Linked DNA regions of Gasterosteus aculeatus: region 1 is linked to region 2. The links are chromatin contacts, called in public Hi-C maps. All regions are on one chromosome and are shown on one strand. The core of a region is the stretch at or near the end of the contact, and the rest is flanking DNA. Distances in the headings are between cores, read along the strand shown. Region 1 overlaps noc2l (NOC2-like nucleolar associated transcriptional repressor). Region 2 has its middle 24 kb from the start of samd11.

Region 1 (2,892 bases), core at 146-2,645, 76 kb after region 2:
TTTAAGACATGCATAAAAAACTAGTTACTGAAAAGCACAGATGAGACACATTGCTGCTGTAGCAGTGACCATGAGTCCAAACCGAAGAAAAACCTCCATCCACATAAGAGCGTGAACAGTCAATGAAGGCTCCTAGACGTCGCTAGCACAGCATCCATTTGTGAAACAGCCGGTTATGTAACTCACAATTGTATCGTCAGTGCAGAACAAAATAACCTGCCTCCTCGAAAGACAAACCAGACATCAGACCGAATGATTGAATGTAGTGAAATTAAACGGCAATTCAATTACCAGGCTACATTAATGGGTCCAATACATATTCATGACGCCATAAAACATGCTGGACGTTGAAAAGATTGAATCAAATGTAACTGAATAACCGAGTGGCTGTCTTTGTTAAGCCCGATTTTGTCTAACACGGGTTCAGGTTCAGACGGATCGGTTCTTGTGTAGTCAGGTCTGCTACGCGACTACGAGGCAGCGGTTCGTGGCAGACGCCCAGGTGACGGCAGGGGAAATAGCCCAGGTGAGCAGAGTGTGAGGGATAATCCCAGAGGGCCGCGCTGCAATCCTCTCAATCCCCTAACGTACGGCGCTGAACACGCAGGGGAAGGGAACAACGGGGAAATCTCATTGTCTAAGAATTGAACCACTCGTTAACACCAACACAGACCAGGAGCACCGGTGGTGGATCAAACCTTATAGGCTTTCTCCGTCAGGTTGACGTTGCTCAGCTTCAGGGTGACTGCAAAGTTGATGGGTTTCTTGCTCATTCGCCCCGGTTTCTTGTTGAAGTCCACCTGCTGGAGCATCTGTAAAAAAGAAAATGTTTAGTTCAGACCCAAATATTTTCAGAGATGTTTGGTAGCACAGTGAAGTGCACAACGTAGCGCCAAACATAGCAACACGTTGCCCGACAACCGTAGTTCACGTTTGTGATTATTGGGTCTTTTAATCCTTGTTTGCCATCGCTCATTTGGTTTAAATTTCACAAAATAAATGTAAAGTATAAACTATCTTAGCGTCAATGTACATTTAAAAAAAGCTACATTTGCTTCTTCATTGGAAACCTCTTTTTCAAGGTTAACTTAAATGAACAACCACAGGTGAACTGTACGTTGAGGTGTTTTTCATGTGACAATCATTCTTGCAATGTTCATTTTACATCACAGTACGTCAAAGTAAATTTTAGCCACTGAGTGGGCTTTTGTCTACAAGCGTCAGCTTTCACATCTGCCCACGATGCGCAAGTGAATTTTGGTCTTGTGTTGGTACTTGTGTATCAGGCTATTTCTACCTCCCCGTATCTCAGTGCGTTTGTGTGTGTGGTCGTTACTGTGCTCAGTGTGCGAAGCAGAGCAACGCTCCTGGCCGGTGCTGTCTGTACAAACATAGGATGTGGTGGCGGTCTGCGGGGGAGCCAGAGGGAAGTGGGAAGGCATGGGCCAACCCGGGTGCATGCACGTATACACAGCGCGATGCACGCGCACACGCACAGCTAGTGAAGCAGGAAGCTCCAAATCATACACCCCCCATGGAGATGCGAGAACACACACAGGCACAGAGACACACACACAGGAGGAAAGGGCTGCTTCTACTGCTCTAATTAAAACAGTAGCAGCGTACCTCCGCCCGCCGTTAACTGTGCTTTAACAAGGGGAACAGTAAGGCAGAAAAGGCACAGGAAATATCGTGCGTCACAAATAAACACGGTTTGCTGTAGGGGGGGGGGGGCGGGGGGGGGCTCTGAGTATGCGTTCGGGGAGGGGGGGCATAAGCAGGGAGGATGTGGTCTGCACAGCGCGTTAGGACCAGCGTGTGAACCACAAACGAGCCTTTATTGCTTTGGTCAAACTGCCGCATGCACACACGCACACGCTTACAGAGAAAAGGAAAAAAGGACGAGCAATCCAGGCGGGCCGAGCTAGTCACTGTCGCCAGCCCCTCCGCTCTCTGGCACATGACAACACCGACCCACCGCACGCTTGCACACACTCGCTCACAGAAGACACACAAACCGCACGATCACCTGACCCGGAGAAAATGTTGTCAGTTGGTGACCCGTGATTGGTCTGATAAAAAGATGTCTCTCCCTCTCTCGCTCTCAGTTTTATCTTTTGATGCGTTTCCCCCTGAACTTCTTCAGTTGTGGCCGTTGAGACCAAAATCCATTCAGACGCCACTGGTGTTTTCCACAGCAAACCACTGACGGAACATTTCATCACATCTACTTTTTTATTGTTTCCGCTTGAGATGAAGACAACCAACTGACTAACTATTCTGCATAATTCAAACGCATTTGAGATCTCTCAGTTGAGTATAATGGTTAGAGAAACTATTTAAACGGCTGCAAACTTGACACAAGCTGTATTAATCCCATCAGTCCCTTCAGTTTATGCACTTTGACTAGTGGTTATTGGATATGACATGACGTCCTACCTCCAGGAGGAAGGGCAGCACAGGTACAAACGTGTTGGTGCTGCTGGACAGCAGGGTGAGGGCTCTGCAACAGTGCATCCTCAGTGGGTAGTATCTCGATGAGGGCACCAGTCTGTTCGGTAAAAGAAAACCGAGGTCAATGTCTCCACCTGCTGTTGGCAAATTGTACAGTGACACTCACCCGAAAAATCAGATCAGCGTTTTAAACAGAATATATGATATCAGACTTTGGGATGAAATCCCAAACGCTACTTGTGAATCAGAAATGATAATTGTGTTCAATACTATTCTTACATACACTTGTATTGAGTTATCAAGCAGTAGAGATAAAGATATGTACTCAGGGCTGTGTATTTCACAGTTGAAAAATAAACTCATGATTACATTGTTGTATTACCTAAAGTCAGCAATCACATTTCCCTCCATGCAGGAGTTTTCATCCTCATTGCAGCA
Region 2 (2,700 bases), core at 126-2,625:
TTTCAACATTATCATCCCCGCTGCAGGACAAACTCTCCCAGCTGCACGTGCCCGACTCCACCTGCAAGTGGATCACAGACTTCCTGTCTGACAGGAAGCAGCACGTGAAGCTGGGGAAACATGTCTCAGCCTCTCGGACCATCAGCACCGGTTCCCCCCAAGGCTGCGTTCTCTCCCCTCTGCTCTTCTCCCTGTACACCAACAGCTGCACCTCCAGCCACCAGTCCGTCAAGCTCCTGAAGTTTGCGGATGACACCACCCTCATTGGACTAATCTCTGGTGGGGACGAGTCCGCCTACAGGTGGGAGTCTGACCATCTGGTGTCGTGGTGCAGTCAGAACAACCTGGAGCTCAACGCTCTAAAGACAGTGGAGATGGTTGTGGATTTCCGGCGGAACAGAGCCCCACCCTCCCCCATCACCCTGTGTGACTCCCCCGTCACTATTGTGGATTCCTTCCGTTTCCTGGGCTCCATCATCACCCAGGACCTCAAGTGGGAGCTGAACATCAGCTCCATCACCAAGAAGGCTCATCAGAGGTTGTTCTTCCTGAGGCAGCTGAAGAAACTCAACCTGCCAAAGACGATGATGGTCCACTTCTACACGGCCATCATCGAGTCCATCCTCGGCTCCTCCATCACCGTCTGGTACGCTGCAGCCACAGCCAAGGACAAGGGCAGGCTTCAGCGGGTCATCCGCTCTGCAGAGAGGGTGATCGGCTGCAATCTGCCGTCCCTGCAGGACCTGTTCGCTTCCAGGTCTCTGAAGCGAGCTAAAAAGATCGCGGCCGACCCCTCCCACCCCGGACAAAAACTGTTTGTGCCCCTTCCATCTGGCCGGAGGCTGAGGTCCATCAGGACTACGACCTCCCGCCACACGAACAGTTTCTTCCCGTCGGCAGTCGGGCTCATCAACAGAGCCCGGTCCCCCACTGCCTGACCATAACACTCCACCGGTCACTCCCCCTCATACTGCACATGCCACTTTAACTGCAATTCATCACTTTGTCACTTGTCACTTTGTCTCTTGTCTGTTACTTGTTTGTTAGTGCACTTTATGCTTAATATTTTTCTTTTTAACTTTTTAATATTTAATTTTTTTTAACTTTATTCCCTTGTTTTATACTAACCCATAGCCTTAGCCTTATTCTACTAACCCATTGCATCAGCATTTCATTCCACTTTATTTTATTACTTGTGCACTGTTGTCTTGTCTGTCTACTGTCGCGCACTAACCGCCAAGACAAATTCCTTGATTGTTTGACATATTTTGGCTAATAAATGTTTCCTGATTCCTGATTCCTAAACAACTGCATATTTTACATTGAAAACTAACCGGAAGTGATCGGCGGTGACGTTGACTGTCAGCAACCAATCACGTGCTGCTCACCTGCCCGCGTCGCAAAGACAATCACAACAGGTGTAGACGGTCCGCGTATTAAACGTCACCAGGGGAATAAAACGATGAATTCCCCCCGTTTCGACGAACGGTGAGTTACTACACGAATAAAACTCAGAAGAAACATTTTGCTCAATTTAAACTAGAAGCGTTAGTTTGTCTCAATCGCCGAACGGTAAAAATCCCCAATCGACACACGAGCTAAACGAGGGCTTATTCTGAATGGCTTGTTCGCCTGCGTGATGATGAGGACTGAAAATTACACATGAAATCACGCCGCAGACACACAGATTATTATATTATATATAATGTTAACGTAAGAGGTTTAACAAACCTTTCACAACATTCTTAGGAAATGTTAACGGTAAATTAACATAAAACCTTACAGGATGTGTGAGTGTTGCTCTATTCGCATAGATATCCTGCTACTGTAGCTAACTGCTATTCACACAACACTTGGTATGATTACGATTCTAATTAAATAGATGATTAATAACACGGTTTTATAACATTTCTTGCCTCTCTGAGGAAAGGGGAAATAGCCCAGTTTATGGATGTTGGCTGCTGAATGATGGGCATTCTGCCTCCTAAAAACCTCCCAAATTTACGGCCACCTTTTTATTCCAGAGCGTGCAGTGTTTATTTAACTCCTTGAGTAATAACTTTAGTGTAAGGTTGTAAATATAATAAAGTCACATGTGAGTATAATCACCATGTTTACAGAGCCAAGTTGGTTCCATATCTTGTTTAGCATCTTTTGATGGACTTGGATGTTTAAATGATTGTGAGTGAGACCATATTTCATTACAGATCTTGTTTCTCCACAAATGTGCATCCACAGCCGACATGTCAATATTGGTAAAACATCTTCGTCATCCCATAATCTTTCTAATTTAATTTCAGTAACAAAACAAGAAAGTTTGTGCAGCTTTTTGCAAAACTATGAAACCTCTCTCTCTACCGTATGTTGTTCAGACGCTCCTTATCCTTCCTCATAAAATAGCAAACACTGGTCAGTCTAATGTTTTGGGAGTCTGAGAGAAAAGATGGAAAATGTTTTTCTCTAATCTAAGTTAGATGTATTTTCAGGCCAGTCTGTTTTAATTTCTATTGTTAGTGTCTATGACCCTTTAACCCTTTAAGTCCCTTAAGGATATCAGCACTTATATTGTGTTTTTCTACACATTTATTTATTATGTACAATAACTATTTTAACTTGTATTCACAATATCAACGGTCACATAATTCAAACAATTTTAAATAGTTGTGGTAGTTTCATATCAGATGAGATGTCCGCTTCTTT

The links. A called contact is a pair of places that touch in the nucleus more often than the background predicts.
Region 1: a Hi-C map of tail fin shows a contact between it and region 2, with 6 times the contacts expected there. The contact joins two enhancer-like sites. A contact is called at or near these places in 6 of 6 Hi-C or Micro-C datasets (blood and trunk muscle, liver, skeletal muscle and 2 more).

The regions. Positions count from the first base shown.
Region 1 is chr2:12,270,091-12,272,982 of fGasAcu3.hap1.1, forward strand. It overlaps noc2l (NOC2-like nucleolar associated transcriptional repressor), which reads right to left. Exons shown (of 18, transcript XM_040192217.2): 11 at 2,440-2,551; 12 at 699-812. Among protein-coding and RNA genes, the nearest start is that of noc2l, 7.8 kb to the right of the region's middle. Within about 2 kb of position 1,396, at least 6 of the 9 cell types and tissues checked have open chromatin away from gene starts, as enhancers often do.
Region 2 is chr2:12,194,441-12,197,140 of fGasAcu3.hap1.1, forward strand. No RefSeq gene overlaps it. Among protein-coding and RNA genes, the nearest start is that of samd11, 24 kb to the right of the region's middle. Within about 2 kb of position 1,376, at least 1 of the 9 cell types and tissues checked has open chromatin away from gene starts, as enhancers often do.